Regions from separate parts of the Mus musculus genome. Here regions 1, 2, 3, 4, 5 and 6 are each linked to region 7. The links are chromatin contacts, called in public Hi-C, HiCAR-type and promoter capture Hi-C maps. All regions are on one chromosome and are shown on one strand. Each heading gives the region's core, a stretch centred on a gene start, on an enhancer-like site or on the middle of the called end of the contact. The rest is flanking DNA. Distances are from core to core; before and after follow the strand shown.

The links. Promoter capture Hi-C pulls out the DNA fragments that hold promoters and counts their contacts. Hi-C and Micro-C count contacts between places; a contact is called where the count stands out from the background. HiCAR-type assays count read pairs that join an accessible place to other places.
Region 1: a contact with region 7 is called in a Hi-C map of B cells, with 6 read pairs. The contact joins the promoter of Actb here to the promoter of Iqce in region 7. A contact is called at or near these places in 4 of 39 promoter capture datasets (cranial neural crest, hippocampal neurons, liver and 1 more), 1 of 484 Hi-C or Micro-C datasets (B cells), 2 of 115 datasets of contacts at active chromatin or transcription factors (astrocytes and embryonic forebrain) and 3 of 9 other capture datasets (adipose tissue, liver and pancreatic islet).
Region 2: a promoter capture Hi-C map of hippocampal neurons shows a contact between it and region 7, with 4 times the contacts expected there. The contact joins the enhancer-like site here to the promoter of Iqce in region 7. A contact is called at or near these places in 3 of 39 promoter capture datasets (hippocampal neurons, pre-B cells and stem cell-derived epiblast-like cells) and 2 of 115 datasets of contacts at active chromatin or transcription factors (embryonic forebrain and embryonic stem cells).
Region 3: a HiCAR-type map of embryonic stem cells shows a contact between it and region 7, with 4 times the contacts expected there. The contact joins the promoter of Fscn1 here to the promoter of Iqce in region 7. A contact is called at or near these places in 1 of 39 promoter capture datasets (embryonic stem cells) and 5 of 115 datasets of contacts at active chromatin or transcription factors (embryonic forebrain, embryonic hindbrain, embryonic stem cells and 1 more).
Region 4: a contact with region 7 is called in a promoter capture Hi-C map of liver, with 3 times the contacts expected there. The contact joins the promoter of Zfp316 here to the promoter of Iqce in region 7. A contact is called at or near these places in 3 of 39 promoter capture datasets (cranial neural crest, hippocampal neurons and liver) and 1 of 115 datasets of contacts at active chromatin or transcription factors (astrocytes).
Region 5: a promoter capture Hi-C map of liver shows a contact between it and region 7, with 2.6 times the contacts expected there. The contact joins the promoter of Zfp853 here to the promoter of Iqce in region 7. A contact is called at or near these places in 3 of 39 promoter capture datasets (hippocampal neurons and liver) and 1 of 115 datasets of contacts at active chromatin or transcription factors (astrocytes).
Region 6: a promoter capture Hi-C map of liver shows a contact between it and region 7, with 4 times the contacts expected there. The contact joins the promoter of Tnrc18 here to the promoter of Iqce in region 7. A contact is called at or near these places in 13 of 39 promoter capture datasets (the 3T3-L1 cell line, 3T3-L1-derived adipocytes, the SN4741 cell line and 8 more), 1 of 484 Hi-C or Micro-C datasets (muscle stem cells), 13 of 115 datasets of contacts at active chromatin or transcription factors (the NIH/3T3 cell line, the SCID.adh cell line, bone marrow-derived dendritic cells and 9 more) and 1 of 9 other capture datasets (adipose tissue).

What each region holds. Positions count from the first base shown.
Region 1 is chr5:142,905,044-142,908,941 of GRCm38.p6, forward strand. It overlaps Actb (actin, beta), which reads right to left and starts at 1,711. Exons shown (of 6, transcript NM_007393.5): 1 at 1,609-1,711; 2 at 521-649; 3 at 194-433. The coding sequence starts at 643.
Region 2 is chr5:142,876,203-142,879,914 of GRCm38.p6, forward strand. Fbxl18 (F-box and leucine-rich repeat protein 18) reads right to left here. Exons shown (of 5, transcript NM_001033312.3): 4 at 2,456-2,674. Among named protein-coding and RNA genes, the nearest start is that of Fbxl18, 17 kb to the right of the region's middle. Within about 2 kb of position 1,384, at least 59 of the 459 cell types and tissues checked have an H3K27ac peak or open chromatin away from gene starts, as enhancers often do. A contact at or near this core is called in hippocampal neurons, where this site is marked.
Region 3 is chr5:142,958,200-142,961,870 of GRCm38.p6, forward strand. Fscn1 (fascin actin-bundling protein 1) reads left to right here and starts at 2,156. Exons shown (of 5, transcript NM_007984.2): 1 at 2,156-3,081. The coding sequence starts at 2,250.
Region 4 is chr5:143,267,691-143,271,288 of GRCm38.p6, forward strand. Zfp316 (zinc finger protein 316) reads right to left here and starts at 2,332. Exons shown (of 7, transcript NM_017467.3): 1 at 2,161-2,332.
Region 5 is chr5:143,291,273-143,295,280 of GRCm38.p6, forward strand. It overlaps Zfp853 (zinc finger protein 853), which reads right to left and starts at 2,262. Exons shown (of 3, transcript NM_001370826.1): 1 at 1,581-2,262; 2 at 955-1,072. The coding sequence starts at 1,592.
Region 6 is chr5:142,816,054-142,819,814 of GRCm38.p6, forward strand. It overlaps Tnrc18 (trinucleotide repeat containing 18), which reads right to left and starts at 1,609. Exons shown (of 28, transcript NM_001122730.3): 1 at 1,219-1,609.
Region 7 is chr5:140,701,036-140,705,150 of GRCm38.p6, forward strand. Iqce (IQ motif containing E) reads right to left here and starts at 1,343. Exons shown (of 23, transcript NM_028833.3): 1 at 1,147-1,343. The coding sequence starts at 1,182. Brat1 (BRCA1-associated ATM activator 1) reads left to right here and starts at 3,976. Exons shown (of 14, transcript NM_181066.3): 1 at 3,976-4,040.

The DNA of each region.
Region 1 (3,898 bases), core at 461-2,960, 2.2 Mb after region 7:
GGTTTAAACACCTAGTCAGAAAGGCAATTGAGAGAAAAAAAGACCTCGTCTGGGAAAGAGCAGAAACTGCAAAGATCCAAGGGAGACTCAGCTCATAGAAGGGAGTCCTATGGGAGAACGGCAGAAGAAAGACAATTGAGAAAGGGCGTGGCTGAGAAGCTGGCCAAAGAGAAGGGTTACCCGGGATACTGACCTGGGTCATCTTTTCACGGTTGGCCTTAGGGTTCAGGGGGGCCTCGGTGAGCAGCACAGGGTGCTCCTCAGGGGCCACACGCAGCTCATTGTAGAAGGTGTGGTGCCAGATCTTCTCCATGTCGTCCCAGTTGGTAACAATGCCATGTTCAATGGGGTACTTCAGGGTCAGGATACCTCTCTTGCTCTGGGCCTCGTCACCCACATAGGAGTCCTTCTGACCCATTCCCACCATCACACCCTGTGGAAGGGAACAGCCTTCTTAGCACCGGCATCGATCCCCAAGAAAACCCCAGGCTTGCCACTCCCAAAGTAACAGGTCACTTACCTGGTGCCTAGGGCGGCCCACGATGGAGGGGAATACAGCCCGGGGAGCATCGTCGCCCGCGAAGCCGGCTTTGCACATGCCGGAGCCGTTGTCGACGACCAGCGCAGCGATATCGTCATCCATGGCGAACTATCAAGACACAAAAGAAGGCTATAGTCACCTCGGGGCCGCCAAGAGCAGCCGCTGCCGCCCTGCCCACTTCCGGCAAGCCGCGGGCTCGAGCCGCCAGGGGGCGCGCGCCCAAGCTCAGGGGACAAAGGAAGCGCAGACCGGCCGCATTATTACCATAAAAGGCAAACGCTGGCCCGGAGGCGGACCTAGGGCAGGAAGCCAGACCTCCGCCCCCTCCCCAAACGGGCGCAAGCTCCGCCTACACTGCGCCGACGGGCGGCTTGTGCGCGCGCGGGAGGCGACCACACCCAGCAGGAAGCGCAAACAAGGCGCCCGTGCCACTGTGACCCCGCCCCTTCCGGACAACGGCCCCGCCCTCGCCCAACCCCGGGCAGCCGCGCTCCCAGCCTCAATACGCACGCGCAGCTAACTAGGAAGAGGGGGAGAGGAAGAGCTCCCTCCCTAGCGCACACGCGCCTCGATGCCCAGTGATAGAGAGCGCACGCGCAGTGGCATCCCAGCCCCCACCCGGCCGAGCCGGCCCTGCCGCGCCCGCCCGCCCGCCCGCCCGCCCGGCAAGCCGAATAGGCAAACCGGTTTGGACAAAGACCCAGAGGCCATTGAGGCGTGATCGTAGCGTCTGGTTCCCAATACTGTGTACTCTCAAGATGGACCTAATACGGCTTTTAACACCCGCAAGCCGCACCGGCTCATCAAATGCCCACACCGCGACCCTAGTGTGTCCCCAAGCCCCACGCACCGAGCGGGAGCGGGCCCACGAGTGTCTACACCGCGGGAATGTGGCTGCAAAGAGTCTACACGCTAGGCGTAAAGTTGGCTGTGCCAGTGTCCGCTCCGCGGCCCGGCACCACCCTCCACCCGCCCATGGTGTCCGTTCTGAGTGATCCTCAGGACCCTGCAGTGAGGTACTAGCCACGAGAGAGCGAAGGCCCGCTGGGCCCGGCGTCCCTGCTTACCTGGTGGCGGGTGTGGACCGGCAACGAAGGAGCTGCAAAGAAGCTGTGCTCGCGGGTGGACGCGACTCGACAGTGGCTGCGCGTTGCGCCGCCGGGTTTTATAGGACGCCACAGCGGCCACTCGAGCCATAAAAGGCAACTTTCGGAACGGCGGGCGCTGATTGGCTCCGCGTCGCTCACTCACCGGCCTCGCCGCACAGTGCAGCATTTTTTTACCCCCTCTCCCCTCCTTTTGAAAAAAAAAAAAAAAAAGAAGAAGAAAAAAAAAAAAAGCGAGAGAGAAAGCGAGATTGAGGAAGAGGATGAAGAGTTTTGGCGATGGGTGCTGGCTCCGTAGGCCCAGATGTACAGGAATAGCCTCCGCCCTTGTGGACACTGCCCCATTCAATGTCTCGGTTACTAGGCCTGCATTCTGGGGGTCACCCAACCACCCCAGGACCCTCTGGGTGTGGATGTCACGTGGATATCGAGCACTTAAGTGGATGAGGGTCAGCATCGAGGCCCGGACCCTATTTGTGTGGCCTCTTGTTTGAGGGACACGCGGGGCCTGGATTGAATGGACAGAGAGTCACTCCCCCTTGCTAGCAATTGCTAGCAATAGCCGGAAAGCCAGATCCGGGGGGGCCCCTTCTGCTGTGGTTCTAATTTGCTAGGTGTGTTGGGGTTCAACTTGGAAGCAGAACTCTGGTTGGAGAGGTTTTCATGGATCTTGACCTCTTAGAGACTCAAGGCCATCCTATCCCAAGCATAGGGCGAGCCCCAGTGGTCCAATAACTGGAGGTGTTGCAAGAAGATGCCTCCAGATATCCCCTGCCCCGGATCTAGAAAGGAACTGTGCTCAATAGAACAAACAAAACTTCTCATGGAGTCAGGCACTTTTGGAGAACTGCCTGATCACACCCAGGCAAGACTAAGCCTGGGCCGTTAGCTAGTGTCTCTGGGTGACTGCCAGACATCGCTGGGCTGGGGCCCACCATCTATCCTCTATTTATTATGTGCAGCCACAGCTGAGTTGTGCACTAGTCCATCTGCCAGCCGTGGGGATTCTGGGAGTGACAAGCTGCTCAGGGAAAAGTTGGTGGTCACCGGAGCCCCAAATCCTCCAGAGAGAAGCAGCCCCTGTCCCCCTCACCTAAGTACCAGTGTTCTACTTAGCAAGCCAGCTATTTGGCTGAGAGCTACACACGGGGTCAGGGTTGAGGGCCGGATCCCTCAGCTTAGCTTAGAAGGACACGCACCTTCTGGGAGAGTGTGACAGAAAGCTGGATTTAGGCAAGAAGGGTGCTTCAGGTGAGATGCTCTGGGCCTGCCGTGCCTCAGTGCATGCATAGGTAGGTGTTCACTGGCTCACAAAGTGTAGGTGTTGAAACCAAAGAAGGCTTCATCCATATATGGACTACAGTGGCCAGCTTCCTTGTTCTTGGCTGGTGGCAGGGCATTTTGAAGTTGCTGAGGCCTTGTCTGGAAGAGGTGACCATCACCCCAGCATATGCTGTGAACTGGAAACACACCCCTAGTTATCTTTCCCACCAAAAAAAAAAAAAAAATTTGACAAAAGTCTTCTGCAGTCACCAACCCTGAGAGAACTTTCCCAGGCAGTCTCCTCCCTGCCTCCGGGGGACAGGACTGCCCTGGCCCTGGCCTTGTATTTCTCAGTTGCTCAGGCAGTTTGCCAGCTGCCCAAGGACCTGCCAGTCCTGCAAGTCACAGGTGGGGGTGGGGCAGGGCAAATGCTGCCTGTCAATAAGGAGAGCCCAGAGTATTCCCAGGAGAACCCTGGTGGGGTGCAAGGGAGAAAGATGCCATCAGCCATCAGGGGTGCAGGATGTGGAGGGAGCCTCTTGGGTGACACCAGACAGCTTTACTAGGTTAGAGCAGACCAGATTCCCAGGCAGGACCTGTGTTGCCACTTTGTCACCTCTCAGTCCTGGGACTGGTCAAGGGGCAGGCACCTCAGCCCCACCCGACCTCTGAAACAATTCTGGTCTGTCTTGTCTGCAATGATCATTTTCCAGTGTTCTCTTTCACATTCTTGGGGGTGGCGTGGGGGGGATTTCTCTTGGTTTGTTGGAAATTGAGGGTGGGAGGTTGTTTTTAACAGGGTCTCAGGTAGCCTAGGCTGCTCTCAGATTTGATATGTAGTGGAGTATAGACTTGAACTGATCCTTCTGCCTTTACATCCCGAGAGTGTTGTGATTACAGGCATATATCACCATGCCCAGCTTCTTTGTTTGAAACAGTGGCTCCCTATGTAGCCCAGGCTGGCCTCAAACTCCTGCTCTTCCTGCCT
Region 2 (3,712 bases), core at 134-2,633, 2.2 Mb after region 7:
CTTATCAGACAGCCAAGTGCATGGCCCAGACCCTGACGCAACAGCACTGTGGGCAGACAGCAGCAGGCAAGGCAACCATGCATCAGGTAGACCAGCACAAGTTTCTAGGGAAGATGGGAAACTGGACCGGTGCGGTGCAGAGATGTGTGGGCACTGGGTAAAGCGGAACTCTGATAGTCCCTGCTCACCAGCCTGGGAGGCCACTAACCCCCAAGGTCCACCAGGAACCTCTGTCACTGAGTCTGGACCCCAGGAGCTGAATTCAGACCTCATATGAGGCCAAAGAAGCCCAAATAGGGGAAGGACTTGCAGAAGAACACAGCCCCACATCCAGTGGGCTGCATGGTGCAACAGGAGAGAAAAGGAGCTGGCATGGGGACACACGCAGCTCATCCTGGTACTGGGGAGGGTTGAGATGTCAATGCCCAGAATGGCACCAAGAAGCAGGAAACCCCAAGGCTGAGACGTGGCTCAGCCAGCAGACTATTTGCCTGACGCTTCCGGGCCCCAGCATGGCATAAATCTAACGTGGCAGTGTATGCCTGTAACGACAAGACCTGAGAAGTAGCGAGCGGGCATCAGAAGGTTACGTTTATTCTGATTATTCTTCTCCGTGTTAGTGGCTAGTCTGGGCTACTTGAGACTCAAAAGAGAGAGACAGACAGACAGGCAGACACAGGACACAAAACCTGAAGGACAAATGTAGTCACCACACTGTGCAGGCATTAGACACAGGCAACCTAAATACAGATACATCCTGTGAGGTGGGAGAAGCCAAATCCAACCCCACAACATGAAGCCCCCGAGCCAGTTAAGGAAGGTGAGAAAGATGCAACTCAACTGCCCAGGGACCTGAGGCACGAGTACAGCCTGGCACGGGGACAGACACGAAGCATAATCCTGCCAGGAACCGACAGTGCAGTGCAGGGAGGAAGGGACCCCAGTCTTGCTGGCTGAGAGCTCCATCTACCCTGCTGGGTGAGGTGCTAGGAGGATTGTGGCTGAGGCAGGAGGATTGCCACAAATTTAAGGCCAGCCTGGGCTACTCCAAAAGTGCTCTATACCTATAACTTCAGCACTCAGGAGATGGAGGCGGGAGGATACGGAGGGGAAGGTCGTGTCCAGCATCACAGTGGGCTCAAGGGCAGCCTGAGCTACAAAAACCCTGTCTAAAAAAAGTTCTTAAGCTAAGCAAACAAAAGAAGCTTCAGGAAAGACGACAGACAGTACGGTTACTTTTCACAGACACCCTGGGCACCGGGTGGCTGGCTGCCAAGAGCAACACTGCCACCTGCTGGACGCCTGCAGCTCAGCGCCCTGCACAGCTGGGCAGACTGTAAGACCCAGAAAGGCTGCTGTCACCGTGGGGGAGGGGTGTACAGCAGAGCCACCACCCTGCAGATGGCAAGGCGGCAGCAGAGGCCTCCACAGAACAGCCTCTCTGCCAGTCTCTAGGGCCTTGCCCAGCCCCGAGGCTGCCAGCAATAGCAGAGAGGAAGGCTTTGTGCTGGCCTGGGTCAGGCCTCAGCGTCTGCCCTGAGGGTTTCTTCAGACCAGCCACTCTCTCTTTACTTACACTGTCTTAAGACAGGGTCTCATGTAGCCCAGGCTAGCCTCAAACTTGTTATGTAGTAGAGGACTTGAATCCTGCCTCCATCAGCAAGTGCTAGGATCATAAGCATGTGCTAACACATCTGTGGTACTACAGAGACTGAGATCTGTTTATGTATGTATGTATGTATGTATGTATGTATGTGCATGTAATGTGAGCTCACATAAGCTTATATGCCTCACATCTACACAGTTGCCCAAAGTGGCCAGGAGAGGCTATCTTGGCTGTCTTGGAACTTGACCTGTAGACCAGGCTAGCCTCTGCCTCTGGCGTGTTGGCATGTCCCAGCTGCAGTAAGATGACTTCTGAGTCATCTCTCCAGCCCCATGTTGTAAGAACTGACCCAGGGCTTAGTGTCAGCTGGGCAAGCACTCTACCAACTACGCTAAACTCCCAGCCCCTTACTTGCTTGTTGAAATGGCCTTGCTTATAGGCCAAGCTTGCCTTGAATTCACCAAGTATTCCAAATTCCCAGTTCTGCCTCAGCTTCTGAATTGCCGGGAGTCCAGCCTTTACAAGGATGAAGGAAGGAAGGGTCAAGAAGTCTTTCTTGGGCCCACATCAGACACAGTAAACTCAAACTTTGGCTTCTAGACTCCAGGATAAACTCTGTACCTGAGGCTAGCCCTAACTCCTGGGCTCTTTCTGTCTCAGCCTTCCATGGCTGAGACCAGAGACTATCCATGGGAACTAGTCCCCTGCAGCAGGCCAGGCCCTCTGATCATGCTGCTAGAATCTGGTGCTCCATCTCCTCAAAGTCGGTAACGGGCTGAGGACACTGAGTCCTGGGGACAGCAGTACTGTCTGAGACCTCCCGGTCAGCTGCCAGGCCTTGCCACTCACCTCCGGAGGAGCGACTGCTGCAGGCTCTTGCAGGTGGTAAGGGATTCTCCGGTGAACATGTGACACATGACGACCTGCAGGCAACGGGCCATAAAGGCCAGCACGGCATCTGGCTGCAGGGTGCCGCTGCGAGATACCAGGCACAGGCGCTGCAGAGACGAGCACTGGCCCAGTGCCTGGAAGAACTGAGCGTTGGCGTTGAAGTAGGGCTGCTCCAACCTGCAGAGAGATGGGTGTGAGCTCTAGGGACTTGACTCCAGGGATGAGTGAGGCTAGCCACTGCCTACAGACCTGCCAGCTCAAGGCTATCACATCCCATCTTCAGTATGCCCTCCCCCCAAACCCCCCCCCCCCCCCCAGTTCTCATACAGCCACAGCCACACCTGCTGGCCTTAGGGGACTTACATGCAACTGCCCTAGGGAGCCGATCTGATGGCAGAGATAGATCAGCCACCTGGACTTTTATTTTCAACGCTGGGAACTGAACTTAGACCACACATACACTAGGCAAGCACTTCACCACAGAACCGTATGCCCAGCCCTTTGGATTTTAAATCTTAGATGGGGTCTCGCTCCGGTGTCCTGGCCAGCCCTGAATTTAGTTTCCTTCTGCCATAGCTTCGCAGGGTGAGAAAGTGGCAGGTAAGAGGGATGCAGGGTCATGAGCAGCAGAGAGAGAGAGAGAGAGAGAGAGAGAGAGAGAGAGAGGAGAGAGAGGAGAGAGAGAGAAAGAGAGAGAGAGGAGAGAGAGAGAGAGAAGAGAGAGAGAGATAACCAGCCAGCCCATCCCAATGCTCCTAACAGCACGGGGTGGAAGCCCAGTGCCAGGCAGCAGTAGCTGCCACCTCCACCACTAGGTGGCAGTATGGACTTGCACTAAAGCCCAGGTATCCTGGGGCTTAGTTACACACTGTGTCCTATACATACTTTCAAACCTTTTTCTAAGTAGATAGCCACTTACAGAACTTTGCCCTAAAAGATGTTATGTGTCACAGAGGTCAACCAGTCACCCTCCAATTGTGGGGCCAATGAGCCCTTACCCTCTCCCCCGTGAACAAGGCTGGTTAGCACCCAGCACTGCCGGGGAACTATCTAATGTGGGTACCATCTGACATCTGAGGGTAGGCAGAGAACAAGGAAATGGGACCCACCCAGATTGGGCCACGTTCCACCTCCACGTCTTCCCAGCTGGCTCAAACTACCAGCCAGCAAGGACATGCTGCTCTGAGATGACTGCACCTCTCCCCTCTGATGCTG
Region 3 (3,671 bases), core at 906-3,405, 2.3 Mb after region 7:
GTCCCTCGTACTGAAGCTGAGTTCAGTGATTTGACTGAGCCGACCGCTCAGGGTGGGCTTTTCGATGTGCACCACAGGCCTGGCTTTATAGGTGAGGTCATGCTTGCACAACTGGCCTTTCTTTTGCATTTACGTGTGTGTGTGTGTGTGTGTGTACATGAAGTGAGAGGGGGCAGTATGGGAAGGGTCAGTGGACAACTTAAGGGAGTTGGTTTTGCCTTCCATCATGATGGTCTAGAGACTAAATTCAGCCCCTCAGCCCGGGAGCGTGCCTTTACCCTCCGAGCTCCCAGCTTTGGGTTTTTGAGGCAAGGTTTCATATAGCTTAGGCTGGCCTGGCATTCAAGGTCATCTCAGAGGCCTAGGATGACCTTGTGTTGTCGGTTCTCCGGCCTTTACCTCTGGTGTGCTGGCGTTTGCCTTACCACACCCAGGCATCCCCCATAGCTTAAGCCTAAAGCTCTCGGATGGCCAGCACGCCCATGCCCTGACGTGAAGTTCAGTGACTAATCAATACAGAGCGTTCACGGAGCCCTGACACATAGCAGCATTGACTTAACCTTAACAGCCTGGTGTGTAATGAGGCCAACTTGTCCGATTCTGCCCACGATGCGATGCTCTGGGTTAAACAGGTTTGAACAGAGTACCGGATGGCAGAGAGGGCACCCTCAGTATCGGGTTTTGGCTGTTACTGCTTCCAGTCTTCTGACCTGCTCCCTCAAGGCTGGTCTTAAACTCAAAGCAATCCTCCTGTCCCTGCTTCTCAAGTTCTGGAATTACAAGTGTGACTCACTGTACCCAGGAATATGTGTCTTTATTACAGAGGAAGGAGAGCTCAGAGAGTGAGAGTAACCTGTGCAAAGTCCCACAGCAGGAGAGGATGGCTGGCTATCGGCCGCGAACTTGGTGACCTTTCCTGTGACCTCTAAGGGAGGAACTAGATGTCCCAGCAAGGATTCTAGGGACTTGTCAGGACTGACCTTTGATGATGGGAAAGCCATGCCATCTCCCCTTCCCCTTTGATGGTCGCTGGAGGGGTTTGCCTGGGACAGAGATGCGTTTGGACACAGATCACCGTGAAGACTGGTCAGTTTCAGTACCCTGCCCAGCCTGTGGCTGGGAAGGGCCAGGGGCCCAGATCTTGTGGGCAGCCTGGGGTAGGGCCAGCATTCCAGGGGCCTGCCTGGCATGTGGGGAATGTCCCAGGAGAAGTCTCAGTCCTCCAGAAACTCAAAGGGAAGTGTTCTTACGTGGGGTGGTGTGTGGTGGGAGGTGGGAGGTGGTGTTTGTGGGAATGTCCCTCTGGTCTGGAACCCTGAGGGGCTGCAGTTAGGAGGTACATTGGGGCTGTGCCATTCTAGGGAGCTGACCTGCTTTTCTGATGTCTTCATAAACAGAGACCACTATTCCTGCCTTACCTACCCTGCTTCCTGGTAGACCAGCACCCCGGGGCTTGAGCATCACCACAGTAGGGACTTTTGTGGGCCACTGACTTGGGCCACAGTTACCACAATTTATTTAGAGTCAGCAAGGTGGCTGTACTCTATGCTGACCCGGGAATAGAAATCTCGGTTTCTGCTCAGGAGGCCCAGGCTACAAGGCCTTGAAAAACCCTGAGGCGGGCGGGGCAGGTAGGGCTCTGCATGCGCCTCTCTAGAAATTAACCTCCTTTCTACCCCAGACCCTTCTGGCGTCTCTGGCTTCTTCAAGGACCGGCTCTAAGGCTACTTCCTGGTACACCCTGGACCCTCCCTCCATCCTGAAGGGATCATTATCTTAAACCTGGTCCTTCCCATCGACTGGGTTTGGGGGTAGGGGTGTTTCAGGATGGCCTCAGAGAGCAGGAGAAAGTTGGAGATCAGCCAACTACTGCAGAGCACGACTGTGGAGGAACAGTTAAATGGACTAGCAAACACGAACGGGCCAGAGGCAGAAGGACTGCTATGAGTTCGAGTCCAGCCTGAGCCACACAGATACTTCAAGCCTAGTCTGAGTTACAGAGTGAAACCCGGTCTTAAACCCCAGAAAAACACTCCGGGGAAGCGCAGGGGACCGGGCGCGCGCTGCAGAGCCCCCTCCCCGGCAGGCCCGGGTAGGGGCGTGGCCACGGTGACGTCATCCTCCTATAAAACCCTGGGCGCCGCCGGGCTGGCTTTGTGGAGAACTGCAGCGGGCTAAGCCGTGTTGAACAAAGGAGGTCGGGCACAGCTATCCAAGCTCCCGGGGCCACCGGGCCGCCCTCCGCCACCATGACCGCCAACGGCACGGCAGAGGCTGTGCAGATTCAGTTCGGGCTCATCAGCTGCGGCAACAAGTACCTGACAGCCGAGGCGTTCGGGTTCAAGGTGAACGCATCCGCTAGTAGCTTGAAAAAGAAGCAGATCTGGACGCTGGAGCAACCTCCCGATGAGGCGGGCAGCGCGGCCGTGTGTCTGCGCAGCCACCTGGGTCGCTACCTGGCCGCCGACAAGGACGGCAACGTGACCTGCGAGCGCGAGGTGCCCGACGGCGACTGCCGCTTTCTCGTCGTGGCGCACGACGACGGCCGCTGGTCGCTGCAGTCCGAGGCTCACCGGCGCTACTTTGGCGGCACCGAGGACCGCCTGTCCTGCTTCGCGCAGAGCGTGTCGCCGGCCGAGAAGTGGAGCGTGCACATCGCCATGCACCCGCAGGTTAACATCTACAGCGTTACCCGCAAGCGCTACGCGCATCTGAGCGCGCGGCCGGCCGACGAGATCGCGGTAGACCGCGACGTGCCTTGGGGCGTCGACTCGCTCATCACCTTGGCCTTCCAGGACCAACGCTACAGTGTGCAGACGTCCGACCACCGCTTCCTGCGCCACGACGGGCGCCTTGTGGCACGGCCGGAGCCCGCCACGGGCTTCACGCTGGAGTTCCGCTCCGGCAAGGTGGCCTTTCGCGACTGCGAAGGTCGCTACCTGGCTCCGTCCGGGCCCAGCGGCACCCTCAAGGCTGGCAAGGCCACCAAGGTGGGCAAAGATGAGCTCTTCGCCCTGGAACAGAGCTGCGCTCAGGTGGTGCTGCAGGCGGCCAACGAGAGGAACGTGTCCACGCGCCAGGGTGAGTTGGGGACATGTCCCCTCCCTTGGGTCCTGACCCAGTGCACAAAAGCATCTCTGCACTCCTTCTATTTCCCTATTTCCTCCTGGGCTCCCTTTAGGCTCACAGGCCTCTGGGCTCCGCCATGAGGAGGTGGGCTTCTATTTTGAAAGATCTGATCTCACCAGATAGCCTTGGCTATCCTGGAACTCGCTATGTAGACTGGGCTGGCCCCGAACTCGCAGAAATCTTCCTTCCTGTCTCTTGTGCTGGGAATAAAGGCATGTACCACCCCTCTGTTCAGGACGTAGGCTTCTTCTGCTGGGAGAAGGTGACGTGGGGAAGTGGGTAAGGCCTAACACATTCTAAAGCAATACTGTCCACCACCACCCCCCCCCCCCCCGGCTGGGGGCGTGGGACTCCATAGACCTAGCTTAGATCTTCTCCGTTTCCTCTTCCTTCCCAGTCTGAGCCATCCCCATTCATGAGCCGATTCTTTAGGATAGGCTGTCCCAGGTCTTGGAGAGGAAGGGTTCCCCCTACACCCCCCCTTGTTCATTTCCTCGTGCGTCCTCTCCCGTTTCGCGGGCCTTTGGCTGGAGGGCCAGGGG
Region 4 (3,598 bases), core at 1,082-3,581, 2.6 Mb after region 7:
TCTACAGTTAATGACATGGATACTGGAATTTTAAAAAAATATTTGTGAGGGCACAACTGTCACACTCCACAATAGGCTGGCCACAGCTTGAGGAAAGGGTACACCAAACTAAAACCCACCCCAGAAGTCATGAAGAGTCTCTGTCACCAGAGAGGACAGTGGATAAAATTGAGTCTGTGCACCCGTCCTGTGATGGTTACTGTTGCACACTTGACAGGATCTGAAGTTACAAAAGAGAAGATGCCTCTGGAATGTCTGTGAGGGAGTGGCTAGATTAGGTTAACTGAGGTGGGAAGATCTACCCTAAACATGGGCAGCACCATCCCCTAGGCTGGGGCCCTGGTGTGAATGAGAAGGAGAGAGCAGGCTGAGCCCCAGCATCAGTCTCTCTGCGTGGCCTCCGTGTCTCTCCCACCGTGATGGGCTGTACCTTTCAACTGGGAGCCCAAGCAACTACTTCCTCCCTTGAGTTGCTTGTCAGGACAGAGCAAGAAGGGAAAAAGTGAAGGAAAAAAAAAAAGCCTATTAAAAGCCTCTAGCTGGGCGGTGGTGGCGCACTTGGGAGGCAGAGGCAGGAGGATTTCTGAGTTTGAGGCCAGCCTGGTCTACAGAGTGAGTTCCAGGACAGCCAGGGCTACACAGAGAAACCCTGTCTCGAAAAAAAAAAAAACAAAAAACAAAAAAAAAAAAAAAAAAACAAAAAAAGCCATGAGAAGACAGGGAGACAGGGCAGAAGCCAAGAAAAGCCTGATGCTCCAGGTGCTCTGACCCAAGATTCAGAACAGAAGCTCTGAAAACCAGTCTGACCAGGAGAAGGTCAGTTCATATTCTTGCAACTCAGGCCCTGGGGGTTCCCCTCCTCCTGGGATATTCTTAGCCCCACTCCTGCCAATCAGTCCCTAGAACGCCTTTCTGCTCCATTCTCCTTAACCTCTCATCCTGGATTCGAATGCAGTGTCAAGTTCACGGCTTCATCAGGCAAAAATCACTGTGTCACTTCAACACATCTTTCCACTCAAGTCCTGAGCCTAGGGCACAGCGCTGCAGACACTCAGAACGGGGTGCTGCACTGTCCATAGAAAGGAGTGTGCAGAGACACAATCGTAAAGGTTAAAAGTTAGGAACTCCAGAAAAGTCCCAAATCCAGGGGATCCACGTAAAGGATGTTTGCGTGGGGTCACGCTCGCGCATGCGCACTTGTGGCTAGTTACCTTCATTCCCGTTCACTAGCCCCACTGACTTAAGACCCTTTTTTGTCCAGAATGTCTTTCCCTGTTCACTACACTCCTCACCATCTGCCCAGTTTCCGGAGCCCCTATTCTCCAGGGTTGCTCCCTGGAGGTCATCCACGACCCCCCAGAGCAGGCTCCTCAACCAGGCCAGCTAGCCCCCTGGCCCAGCCAGTAGCGACAGAACCAAAACAAAATGCCAATGCCACCCACCCAGGCTGAGCAGGTGGGCTGATCCTCGCTGATACCTGCACCTCCTCCCTCCCTTCTTGTGTCCACATAATGCACCCTAGATTCTGCCAACGCGTTCCACCACCCATCTCGGGGGCAACAGATTTAGCAGAGAGAGAGAGCAGTCCAGCCAGCCTCCATTTACAGATGAAGCAGGCTAGGCCACGGCCCCTCAATGTCACAAAGCTGGCTGTAGGGCTCCAGGACAAGGTCTTTCCCTTTTCTTCCTCTCTCTGGGGGATGGGGGGAGGGTACCTAGCTTCCACTTCGCGCTAGGGCGGGAGTAATGACAGCCCTCCTTGGAAGGTGTCTCTCTAGGGGGCGGGGGCGGCTCCGGCCCAGCTCCCGCCCCTAAGCTGGAGAAGGCGGCGCTAGCACCCTGCAAAGGTGCAGTGCACGACGTCCCCGGCCCGCCCCCTCCCACGCTGGAGTCTGTACCCCTCTAGGGTGTTAAGCCATCCCTGACGTGCCGCGCAGGCCCAGGTCGGTATTGGGGGGATCTAGGGGCCTGGAAGATCTAGCTCGTGCAGCTGCAACTCCGACCCCACCAAGGACGGGCCCTGCAGTCCCGCGATCTCCCCACGGACACCGGAGGCCTCCAGCTCTCGAGCATCCATGACGGCCAGCCTTGCCGCCGCCACCGCCCCCAGCGCGCGCGTCCCGCCCGCGCGCACCTGCCGCATCCGCGCGCCCCACTCACCGCGCGCGCGCCCGGGCCCGGCCAAGCCGGAGCGAGACACGGACTCGTGGGGGGTGGGGGGCTGTGACCACCGGGGACTCCCCCCCGCACTACACAAAGTGACGGCCGCGAGCTGCGCGACGGCGGAGGAGGCGGCGGCGCGTGGGCACCGGAAGTGCCGCCCGCCGGCCCCGCCTTGTCCGCGCCCACGAGGGGGGCACTTCCGGTCATGGGGCGTCCCGGAGCTCTGGATGTAGACAGGGTGCTGCTGCGTCGCACCCCCATATGCATGGAGGATGGTTATAGCTACCCACAATGAGCACCCCCTGCTTATTACCTGCTCCTCTATGTTTCAAGGGACCCCTGCCCACGACGTCCAGCCCCAGCGAGCATCTCTTCTCGCCAGACGACAGCCTAAGTCTACCTTTGCCCGTGCCAGGACGTGTCGGGAGCCCGTCCTCCTGTCCACCGGACCCTCCCTGGATCTCCTGATGGTGGAGAAGGGTAGTGACCCCCAATGGGTATTCAGGCAGCGCTTGTCTGACCCTGACATGGGCAAGGGTGTGGCTGGGAGATTGATCCATTCTGGCTTTACTTGTGTGTGCAGGGTGTGGCAGACAGAGGGGCAGCCTATTCAAGGCGTGAGGGGGGTACTGTGGACTATAACAGTCAAATGCATGAAAGACTGGAGATTGAGGCCAGACTGGATTTATGTTCTTCAACTCCCTAATCTGTCATCCCCAGGCCTGGCAAGAATATTGGGAAATAGCCTTGCATGGCTTTAGACAGGTCGAACCTTGACAGTCCATTGATATATTCACGACTACTCAGGGCAGTGCTCTGTAGCTCCAAAGAGCCATCCATATTATGAAGTCCCTGGACCCCAAGCCTGCTGGCCACCTATGCCTGGAGTAAATGCCCTAGGTACCTATAGAGACCAACCCTGGACATGACCCTGGGGAGACCAGAGTTCTAGCCTCTGCCCTCTCTCCCCTCTTCCTTGGCCTCCCCTCCCTTATATTGAAAAGTCTTTGTGACACTCTTGTGCTTTTCTTGGTAGACCATGTAGACTGGATGCTTTAGGAGTCATAGCCTTTCTCATCTTAGGCGAGCCCTAACCCCTAACTGTGGGTTCTCTAGGGACCAGAAACACTCTTCTTTCCTGCCTACACACATTTAGGCACACATAGAAGGAAGCTGCTTGTCTCTCGGTTTTACTAGGATGTGTGTTCACATGTGTGCACATGAGCTATCTCCGTGATGACATTCTTACGCACCCTGGGTTTTCACACAGATGGGTTACCTACCAAATCACCTGCCTCTCTGCAGGATCCCTGGCAGGCTAGAAACCCAGGGAAGGGAAGGGGAGCCAACCTTTCCCTCTGGGAAACCCGAAGGAGGTGATGAATGTGTGTACCTGCCATGTTCCATGCATGTGCGTGTTCCTGCCATGTTCCAT
Region 5 (4,008 bases), core at 1,012-3,511, 2.6 Mb after region 7:
GGGTAAGATCAGCACCCTCTCACACACTCCGTTCTCGTGCCTCCTCTGCAGGGACAGACCTCACCTCGGTGTGAATCGCCTCATTTCTAGCTTGGTCACGTGGTCACTCTGACTTCCTGGGACAGCAGTTTCCACAGAAGCATTCTATTGACCATGTAGTTAGATGTCACCTGAAGTGTTATGCCTGCTAGAGTTAAATTTACAAGCGGAAAGAGTCTTTGTTCAATTGGTAGGGCCCGATTTGATCCTTCTATTCTAATATTCCTGATATATATTCTCGATGTGCAATAGTGTCTCATTGTATATAGTCCTAGCTTGGAGCTCACTACACAGGTCAAACTGAGCCTCCCAAGTTCTGGGATTCCAGCCACGCCCAGCTCATCCTGGTTCTCTCAGCTCTGTTCAAGCCTGCCCCTCCCTGTCACTGTGCTTTAAAGCACAGTGTGAAAATGGACTCCTGTCCACCCTTAAAGGCTGCCCCATCCCTGCATGGGGCTCAGAGAGGGGTCTGGGAGGTTCCACACCCTGGGAGCCCGTGTGGCAGGTGGGGGGAAGGAGACAGATGTTGAGGAAATGAGACAAGGGTAGAGGGAAGGACAGGAAAGAAGCCATTTAGCCACTGTCTGAGGCACTAGAGACAGAGAAACACCCTCCAGTTCCAGGTGGGAGATGGGGGGGGTGCACATGGGAAAAGCAGGTTAGAGCCAGCCCAGGTGTGGGGGTCAGGGCTGAGGCTACTGAATCCTGTCAAGGTGTCTCTTTCTCCAGCAAGACCTTGGCCTGGCAGCCACCTCAACAGGTCCTACGCTAAGTTTCAAGGTAGCTGGGGTTAGCAGTCGTAAATATGCTGGACACACATGGGGTCCCTCCGTGGTGGTCTGGGTTGTGCCAGCTTGCGACTCAACTAAAGAATCCTTGCTGGGGGCCCTACTGTCTCCATACCTCAACCCTCACCTGAGAGGGTGTCAGGCCCTGGACCCCCATCCTCAAGACATCGAAGCTCCAACACAAAGGTCTGGGTTGCTGGGCCCAGCTCCATCCTGGCGGTCACACCAGGGTCTCCCGGAGCAGGCTGTGCTAAGAGGAATAAAGGAAGCTGTTCAGAAGAGGGGTGGTGGTGGCCGAACCCCATTCCTACACAGAATAGCCAGAGCTGTTATTTGATGGATGTACCCAGGGATTCACCTCCGCTGACCAGTGGCCCTCTGTCTCCAATACTGACCCATAACTGTGGGAACTAACCTCTCCCAAGACTGGAAAGCTTGTGGCACGCTTGAGGGTACCTACGGGTACAGCTCCTTGTCCCCTTCCAAAGCATGATCATCCCCCACGCTTCTAAGGCCACAATAGGTCTGGTGTCACCCTGGGTCAGGACACCCTGGGAAGGTAGGTTTCTAGAGCACTGTAGCCCACAGCAGGAGCCTTCTGCAGGCCTGTGCTCCTGTCCTGAGTCCACTCTGAAGAAGTGGTCTGCACATGCGGGAGTCCCCACTCCCCCACGCCAGCTGACTACATCTCCCTCTGGCTTTGGAAGCCCTCCTTAGAGAAGCGGCTCTGCGCGCGCCTGCGCCAGGCCTCACCTGGAACAGCATTTCCCGCCGCCGGCAGCAGCCTCTGCACTAGGGGAGGTGTGGTCACCAGTGGCCACAAGGTGAAGGCCACGGCTGTTCAGCCAGCTCCTTCCGGAGGTACCTTCATCTAGAATGAGGCACGGAGGCTCTGACCACCCCCGGGAGAACCCTTTACGGGCACTCTGCGGGATCTTCGCTGTCAGAGCCGCGGAGGTCGCCCTGGGCCAAGACAAGGTGCAGAGTGGAGTTCCCAGGCAGAAGTTGGTGGAGACTCTCGCGGAGGGACAGGGAAGGGAGGCAGGGTTCCAAATCCAGAGCAGGGATCAGGGTTGATCTGGGTGGCGCGCAGAAGGGCCCAAACTAGGGCCCTAGGTTGGCTCGGTGGGAACCGGGTGACAAAAGTCCTGGACGATCACCCGCCACAGGTGCCCGGGGGGCGGGGGGCGGGCGCCGCGGCCGGGCCAGGTCCCCGATCGCTCGCCCGCCCTCCCGTGCTGGGCATCCGTGCGGGAAGCGGCCAGGCCAGGGCGGGGGCGCTGGGGGGCCGGCACAGGAAGTCCCCCCGGCATCCGCATCCTGTCCCCCGCCCTTGCCGCCCGCCGCGCCCCCGCGCCCCGGCCCCGCCGCCACCACCGTGGCCGCTGCCTTCGCCTAAGCCATAGTCTCTCTAGGCCGCGCAGCTAGCTCTGTGGGCTTAACCCTTCCCGGCCCGGCCACTCACCAGGGCCCCCCCGGGGGAGGTGTGGGTGGGAATGGTGACAGGATGGTCGGCCCTGCGTGCTTCCCAGGGTCCACCGATGCTGGGCGCAGCGCACGCCGCAACGCATCGCCTGGTGCGGTGCGCGTGTCCGTGCGCCACGGTTGGCGACTGCCACTGAAGCTGCAAGGATGGAAGAGGAAGGGGGTACCCATCCAACACCCCCATATTCTCTGAGTCAAAGGCGTGGCTTCAGGACGCCCTTCCCTTGACTGAGGGGTACAAGTTGGGGCTAATTAGCTCGCACTTAACCCGTTCATGGGGAAGCCCCCTCCTGACCTTAGGCAGCTCAGAACAGCCAACCCAGACTCTTGAGTTGGCACAGATAGACAGGTAGAGACTGTGCCAGCTCCATCAGGGACACCCTCAGGAACTGAGGGACCTGCTGGTATCTCTTTGGGTTCTTGCTCTCTCCAGTGGCCAGAGGCCCTCCCTCATTCAGCTACCAGCCAGGAGGAGGGGAATGGAGAGGCCCCCTTCCAGCGTACAGAGCCAAGGCAGCTCCAGTGGCTTTCCCCTGTTTGTTTGTTCCCTGCCTGGGGGTAGGAGTGGGAATGGGAATTGGGGTGTGTGTTTCTTTTCCAAGAGGCTTGAGCTGACCGTCTGTATTTCCCCATTTCCCCCCGCGCAGCTTTATGGGCAGCCCACAGGCTTCTGGCGAATTCACATAAGAAGCCCTGCTTCAGATCTGGCAACAAAAGAGCTGCCTCTATAGAATGGAAATGTCCCCAAAAGGGGGGAGAGTCCTTCCTGGGATCACACCCTGTTCTTCCTGTCTCCCCGCTTACAGCACAGTCTGCAATTCACACTATTCCTGTTCCCCCAACTCCCAAGCCTGACTTGGAAATCCTGAACGATGGATGTCTGTCTGACTTGCAGAGCAGCAGCCCGCTTACAAGGGAAATGGGTGCAGAGGGCCAGAGCCAATACACTGAGCTGTGGGTACACCAGTAGGGGGCCAGCTTTGGAGGCAGGGTAATTTGGAGTGACAAGGGCTCCTTGCAGCCAGGTAACCAGAGGCACCATATAGTCTTCCATCTGTGAGGGTAGAGACAGGATGCCAGGCAGTGTAAGGACAGCTGAGCAGACAGGTAAAGGATGGGGTGTCCTTCTCCTCCCCTAAGCGGATTGGAGCCTCTTCCAGAGACCTCAGTCCCTAGTGTTTCCATCCTCTGTGTATCGTGTGTGTGTGTGTGTGTGTGTGTGTGTGTGTACATGCACACGAGTGTGCATGCGTGTGTGTGTGTGTGTGTGTGTGTGTGTGTACATGTAGAAGCCATATGTCAATACTGGGTATTTTCCTCAATCATTTTCCACCTTTAAAAGGAGGATACACATTTATTTGTGTGCCCGTGTGTGTGTGTGCCCGTGTGTGTGTGTGTGTGTGTGTGTGTGTGTATGTGTGTGTGTGAGCATGTGGATATTCAAGTGCAGGTACTTTGGAGTCCACAAGGGGGCAGCACTGAGCCACCTCTCCAGCCCATCTCCACCTTATTTTTTGACCTAGATCTCTCACTGATTAGCTAAACTGCTGGCCACTAAACTCCAGAATCAGCCATCTCTGTCTCTGAAGCATGTGAGTACAGGACCACACCACTGTGCTTGGCTTTGATATGAGTGAAGGCAAGAGAGATGTAGCTTAAGTTGGCGCATGCTTACCAAGCAGCCCAAAAGCCCTGG
Region 6 (3,761 bases), core at 359-2,858, 2.1 Mb after region 7:
GATCACCGCCCCCCTCCTGCTGCCCCCGTTGGGCCATTGGGAGTCGCAGAATCCGAGTCCCCGAGACGTGGCATTCTCGCCCGTGAACTGGAAAAAGACTCCTTCAAAACAAGATTTGGTTTCATTTTCCAACGCCCGGGCCTGGGAATACCGATGCCCGGAGAACGTGGCTTGGTGTGGAGGATTTGGGGATCATCAGAGAAGAAAGAAGGGGTCTCCAAAGATCTCAATTCTACCCTAGCTTTGTGACCCACACACCCCCAAAATAACCTACAAAGGAAAAAAAATAACTTAACAGCGCGGGCCAGCGGAGGGGCGCCTCCCCAGCATCGGGTAAACCCTCCTGTAAGTCCTATTTAAGCTGTTTGTTTAAAAGATCTGTCGCTTTCCTGTTCCCGAGGGGGTAGGGAGGTCTCAGAGAGCCCACCCTTCCCTCCCTGACTACCAGCCCCAGGCTACTCTAGACCCCCTGGTTCCGGGAGAACCGGGGCGCTCTAGCAGACGGAGACTAAGCCACAGCTCCCGGGTGACCAGCCGCCCTACGCCCAGACCCAAAAGTCCTCTTCCCCCAACTTTGCTAAGGACGCCTATTTTAACGTGGCTTTGGTTACAACACCCCCTCTTCCTCTCGCCCGCCCTCGCTCTTTATCAGGCTCTGGTTACCAGAATCGCGTTTACTTTTGAAAAAATCTAGGATCGTCACAGCCCGGGATACTTGTCTCAAAGGCGCCAGGAGCTTCCCGCATACACTTAAAGATAATATTCATTAAAGGCAGCGTTTTGAAAAAGGCAGAGCCCAGGCGCCCCACTTTAAGGAAGTCGGGGTGAAGCCCTACGGAGCAGCCTTTGCCATGGTCGAGAAGCTGGCGTGGCTATCTGCGGGGTTCCACTGCGTCCTTCTCTACTTTTCCCCTCTTAAATGCAGCTAAAATGGCTGAATTCCGGCTTTTAATTAAAAACAGCCTATAATCGAAACCGTCTCGGCGTCCCCGGGCTAGCCCGCCGCCTGCCGGGAACCAAGTAGGGAACCGCCGCCCTCGGCGGTGCTGCAGACTGAGAGCTCGGGTGGGAGTCCAAGGCGCAGCGATGCGTCCTCTCCCCCTGATCCCTGCCCTCCGCTTCCCTTCTGGGGACCCCGACTGTTTCGGGGACCTTCTGCTTTGCGGACCCAAGGGGTACGCTGCACAAGTTCGGGGAGCATCGGGGCCCGGAGCGTACCTGGCGCGGCGGGGCTCCGGGCTCCAGGCTCCGACGGCGACTCCGGCAACCGCCGCGGTTCCTGGCGCGGCTAGGCGCCCGTACTGCCCGCCATCCCTCGGCCGCCGCTCCCCTCCGCCACCCGCAGCCGCCTCACACTTTTTGCCCGCCTTTCCTTTTTTTGGTAGAAAACCGCTCCCCGGGCCGGGCGCGCGGCGCGCCAACTCCTCCGCCCTCCCGCGGCCCCGCTCCCGCAGCCCCCGGAAAAGCCAGCTTTCCTCCCGCCGAGCTCCCCGCTTTTTAATAAAATCCAGGTAGCGCCGGTTTAAAGAATCCCAAATCTCCATATACAGCCCGGGATTGGAAAAGGTACATTACACAACCCCCCTTTCAAGTTCCTCTCGCTGGATCTAAAAAAAAAAAAAAAAAAAAAAAAGCGAAGGGGGGGCTTAAGGGGGACGGGGGAGGGGAGCCTCGCAGGCGAAGAAACACGCATTGTTCCCGGGTGCCCGCCCCCCCCTTCGGGCCAGCCCCCGGCCGCAGCGCATTGGTCCCGCTCGCCGCCCATCACGCGCATGTAAACACCTTGGCCCTCAGCCATTCCTATAAAACCAATTACGGACCTCGGGGCTCCAGCAGTTTCCAGGCTCCCCACGGCGGGGCTGAATGATCAAAACTGGTGGTGAGAATTTTTCCGAGCCGTTTCTAGGCAGCCCTCCCCCACACCAGCTCCAGCAGACCCCCCCCTTCTTTCTCCTTCTCCCTCCCCCCACATCCCAGCCCCTCCTCCTGCGTCTGGGCTGAGTGATCAAAATAGAGGAAGATGGTTGTCGCCGCAATCCCGGGCATTGCAAGGCCTCCTGTCAGCTTCCTTCTTCGGGAGGAGGTGACAAGCTAGCCGGGAAGAGCCGGGAACCGGCGAGCTGCTCATTGCGCCCGCGCCCGGCGCTCCCTCTCTAGGGTGCCACTCCAAAGAGCGAGGTTCAGACGAAAAATAACAAGGCCTGCTTCTCTCTCGCTTGCTCGCTCACTCTCGCCTTTTAAAATAAAGCAGCGATTCATTCCCTTTCCCCCTAGCAGTCGCGGTCGGGTGGGGTGGGCAGGCAGGCGACAAGGCCTTTTTTTTTTCCTTTTGCCCCTGCCTGCGGGTCCCCTCCCTGAAACGCGGTGTCAGAAGGCTTTACTGATTAATATTTTGGACAGGCCGCGGCGGTCGGCAGCGGTGAGTTGCATCTTATAAAAGGTTCCTATAGAAACCCGGGCTGTGGGGCTCTGCGGCCGAGTGCGCACCGCGCGCCCCTCCCCAAAGCCCCTTTTGGCGTGGGCGCCCCTCCTTCCCCCTTTCCCCGCCAAGAAAAACCAGAGCAGAAAAAAGGATTAGATCGGCGGAACGCGAGCTGAATCCCTCTCGGTTCTGACATTTCAGCCCTATTAGCATTTCTCCACGGGGCCTTCTGAAACCTATTAAGGTGTAATATTAAAAACCTCTTGGCTGGGGGCCTCTCTCGCCTTCCATCCGCCGCGCCCCCTCCAGGGAGGGCGAGACCGGGAAAGGGAAAAAAAAAAATCTGTTGAGCTCAGAGGAAGCAAGCCAAGCCCAAAAGTGCTTGGCTGGCCACGGCGGCCAGAGGGGGAGGGGAGCACTAATCCCCCAGACTTTGTACTTTTATTTTGCTCTTTCAGCAAAAAAAAAAAAAAAAAAAAAAAAAAAACTTTCGAAGTTAAGTGGCAGGGAGCCGCCGACGGCAGTCTACCTGACTGGGGACCCAGGGAGTGTGATCCTTGCCGAAGGGACCCGTTCTAAAGGGTGGGGAGATCCCCTGCACCCTCTCGGAGCCCGAGCCCAGCTAGGCATTACCTACCCTGGAAAGGAAGCTTGGAAAGACAGAGAGCCTTGCAGATCCTACCTCGAGAGCAACTATAGGGTTTTAATTAAAACAAAAGAAGCCCGCTCTTTCGCCCTGCTCTGCGGACTCAGCGTTTTCCTGCTGCTGCTATTTTTTTTTTAAGAAAATCCATTTTTAAGGCAATTTTTGAGAGTTTTTTTTTAATGAGCTAGTTAGTGCTCATCCGTTCTATTTTTCTTTCCTCCACTTTTAGAAGGAAAAAAAAAGAGGGAAGATTCGAGAGAGAGCTGGGGGTGTCTAATTTAATTCCAGGATAAATTTGAAGGGGGGAAAAAATTCAGCCTCTTGAGAGCAGTTTCAAGTTGCCCTTCCTGGAGCTTTCTGGGCTGGTTTCTAGGCTGCCCTCTTTTAGAAGCTGGAGCTCGGTGGGGGGAGGAGAGAGGAGGGAGAAGAGAGAGGGAGAGGGAGAGAAAAGAACGAAAATAGCCGGAGCTGAGGGGAACTGAGCGGCGGTGTCCGCGCGCTCGGAGCTGGGCGACGGGGTCTCAGTGGCAGCCAGGGGCGACCGGAGGCGACCGGTGCTGCCCGGGGACCGGCAGGAGCAAAGACGGAGAGAGGGGGGTTAGAGAAAGGAGGTATTGTGTCTGTGTGCCTTAGGGGAGGGGGGGAGTTGATTGCAAGAAATAAAATAAATGCTGTTAAGCTGCGAGGGCTTCT
Region 7 (4,115 bases), core at 93-2,592:
AACTTGCCATATGTATTGAAAGAGTCATGAACTATCTTTGTAATCTCAACACAAGAAATTTCATTAATTTATTCATTTACTTTACATCCGGTTCGAAGTCTTCCCCCACCAAGTCCCACCCTTAGTGGGGATGGTTTTAACTTCTTAAAGGTCTGGAGATGCAGTTCTGCGAGCGAGCCCGGTGAGGGGTGCGGGTGGGGGGCGCTCAGTGGTAGTCAGAAATTAAGTGCTTGCCTAGAATCCCCCAGTGACCCAGCTGGGGAGGTTTATCTGTAGCGCTCTAGTCTGGCATGAGGGTTTCAGTCCCCAGTAGCACCCAAAAAACAGAGATGAGGGAGCAGTTACTGGGGGCAGCTACTGAAGGCAGTGTTGAGAGAGCGACCTCCAAAACTAGGCAAATCTTGGAAAGCTTCGAGTGCAGGAACAAGTAGGGAATCCCAGCTGCTCTCTGCTGACCTAAGGCTTAGTCGTTCAGTCTGTTGTGGAGGCTCTCACAGGCGTCCCCTGGACCCTTGAAAGTCATATTTCACCATGGCCAGGTCCCTGCCTACCTCCCTCAGTGCCCTTCTAAATCTCAACTCCAAAAGCTTGCTTTCCGGTGTGCTACTTTCCCCGGCCTTGCGGCCTTTACATTTAATGCTCCTACTGGCTCTAAACCTGTACCAAGCTGCTCCCTACATCAGCCTATTGCCCTGTCCTATAGCCACCGCCCCTCTCCCACCGCCCCCCGGAATGTACAAAGTTCACTTGATACCGACACGCAGAGAGTGAGAGAGGCACACCTCTTCCAGAGATGACTCCCGGACCCGTGCAAAACTAGCCTTGGGGGAGGCTGGGGACAGGACTTCCCCCTTGCCCTGGATCGCTCCGGGGAGTCGCGAGACCACAGCCTACAGCAACACTTACGAGAGGAGCTTATCGTCGGCCGGCTGCAGCCTCAGACCCGCAGCGCGTGCGGGAGGGGCGCAGTCCCGGGGGCTTCCTGGAAGTAGTGGCCTCCGCGAGCGCAGGCGGGAGCTAGAGGCTGCTGGGGCGCGGGCACGGTGGCGGCCGACGCCCGGAGATGGCTCTTGTGCGGTAATAATCGGCCTGCCGGAGCTGGCTGCCACCGTGCGCCCTTCCTCCCTCCGCCCCAAGGCTCCTTACCGTCTCCGAGGCTATATCTGTGGTGCCCAGGCTCATAGCGGCAGCGCTGCGCGGCCTCCGGGTCCTGCGAGCTCTGCCCTCGGCTTGGGAGGCCTGCCAGCCGCCCTGGTACCATGGCAACCGTGCCGCGGCCACAGAGCCCCGGATGTGGTCCTTCCTCCGGAGCCCGACGAATCTTGTGCACGCGCAAAGTGTGCGCGAGCAAGGGGCCTACCAAGCACTCTCCCGGGGTTGCACGGCGCAATCCGTTCTTGTGGTCTTGTGGGCTTTTTTTTTTTTTTTTTGGTTGTTGTTTTGTTTTGTTTTGTTTCGTGGGATGCGTGAATTAATTGGCTTCCCGCAGGCAATACTAACTTTCTACCTGGAAGCCATGCTCTCAGATCCAACTTCAGGAGCCCGGGTTGGATTTCGGCAAACACTGGCTGCAACTATGTAGTCCAGTGGGCAGAGGTTCCGAGGGTCGCCATGTTGAGTTGAAAAGAGAGCATAAAGCACCATCCTTAACGATACGCAAGATTTGAGATTGGGGACATCAGCCTATTTACATGTTTGTTTTTTTTCTGTAAAGAAACTGAGATGTTGGGGGCCAAGGTGACTGACTCCCTAGTTGTTAGACCTGGGGTCTGGCGCCATGAGGATAAGACTGCCCATGGGCCAGCACCAACTGCTTTAAACCCTCAGCTGACGGTTTGCTATCACAAGCCTCTCTGAACTCTCCAGGATTCCGTGGCTTTCCAACCCAGGCCAGATAGGGAGCACTTCCCTGGTGGCCCAGCAGGCCAGTGATAGATGAAAACAGTATGTCATTTGCCTCTGTGTGTGTGTGTGTGTGTGTACACGCGCGCGCACGCGCGCGCGTGATCCTGTCTGCCTCATCAATGCTGGGGTTACAAATGTGTATCGCTATGCCCTCCTTTTATTTTGTCCCCTTCCGCCCCCATCCCATCTCCTTTATGGATTCTGGCGACTCCTGTTCTTAGGCTTGCAAAGGGACTATTCCCCAGCACACATTCATTTTTTTGAGTAAACAGCTCTCTGCAACTGGGTGGCTTTGCAACATTAAGCTTAATACAAGGATTCTCCTGGGAGGTTTTTTTTTTCTTGCTTGTCTAAGGACCCATGATTTGCCAAAGAATAACAGCCCAGACTCAGTATGTAAACGCAGAGTAGTTTTTTGGTTTTGTTTTTTTTAAGATTTTATTTATTAGCCTGGCAGTGGTGGAACATGCCTTTAATCCTAACACTTGGGAGGCAGAGGCAGAGGCAGAGGCAGGCAGATTTCTGAGTTTGAGGCTAGCCTGGTCTATAGAGTTCCAGGACAGTCAGAGCTACACAGTGAAACCCTGTTTATTTATTTAATGTGTATGACTACACAGTAGCTGTCTTCAGATACACCAGAATCCGTTACAGATGGCTGTGAGCCACCATGTGGTTGCTGGGAATTGAACTCAGGACTTCTAGGAAGAGCAGTCAGTGCTCTCAACAGCTGAGCCATCTCTCCAGCCTGCAGTGATATTTTCTGCAGAAGCCCAACATGCTGGGGTCTCCCATTACCAAGATAGAGACAACCAAGCTCACAGGTCTGATTTCCAGGGCAGATGAGCATTATCTTACTCTATCTCTAGGCATTCGGGAACCATGCCCTAAAAGAGATTGTGTGTGTGTGTGTGTGTGTGTATGTGTGTGTGTGAGACCTCGGGGCTGGGAACCAAACTCTGTTCCTCTGGAAGAGTAAAAGGTATTCTTTACCACTGACCCATCTCTCTAGTTCCCGATGGCCTACTTTTAATCTTTATTAGAAGAGCAGGCTGAAGTTGTGAAGAGTTGGTAACAATGGATGGCAGACAGAAGGCAAGCGGGGATAGAGGACTGGGGCTGTGAAGAGCTACAGAAATACAGGCTTTGGTGACTGGAGGGTCCTGACACTCTAGACCCCGGAGTTTAGCGCTACCCGCTGTGGGAACCGAGGGTTTCAGCACCGGCTGTGCTGACTCACCTGCTGCTGCCCACACCTAACGCTAAAGCTGAAAGCAAGGGCTAGAAGACCCAGTAAAATTCGGAGACCTTAAAAGCCTAGACACAAGGCGGGTGTGGTGGTGCACGCCTTTAATCCCAGCACTCCGGAGGCAGAGGCAGGCGGATTTCTGAGTTCGAGGCCAGCCTGGTCTACAAAGTGAGTTCCAGGACAGCCAGGGCTGTACAGAGAAACCCTGTCTCGAAAAACCAAAGGAAAAAAAAAAAAGCCTAGACACGTGGCCTGAGGCCAGCGAGGCCTTGCCTCCCAGCGGAAAGCCACGCCCACACCGAGCCCGCCTGGGGACGCTCCGCCCACTGCCTGCGTGGGCACGTACCATAGAACGCCCTGGCGGGGACGTGATAATTCCGAGAGATTGATACAGTGTGAAAATGCCAAACTGCACACAGCTGGAGCGCGTTTACAGGGTTTGAACCTTAGGGGTGATCGGAACGGCAGGGTCATCACTGGTCTCCAAGCGCGTCAACCCCGCTCTTTACACCCCTCCCCATGTCCGTCACGTGGTACAGACTTAGGGCGGGGCCTGTGGAGACGGAAACCCGAGCAACACTGAGGGGCGGAGCCTATAGCAACGTGGAGAGGAACTTCCGTCAGGGGCGGTGTCTGAGGGGTGGGGCCTCGTTGAAGGCGGAGTGAGACTTGAAGCTGGCGAGGTGGAGCCAATTCCCGCGGCGGGGCGGGGCCTGTGCTGTTGGGCCAGGCTCGCGTTGCGTGAAGCGAACTCTGAGATGGGGCAGGACCTGGGGAGGGCGGGGCCTCGGCCAGCGTAAAGCGGAATTTGCGGAGGGGAAGGCGGGGCCTGCCTTAGACACCGGAACCTCAGCGGGCGAGGCGCACGCAGGCCGGGGTGGAGATCCTGGTAAGGCGGAGTTCGAGCTTCGGCCAGGCAGTCTAATGGTGCATTTTGCACTCTCGGGCCTAATTCCCGTAGCGG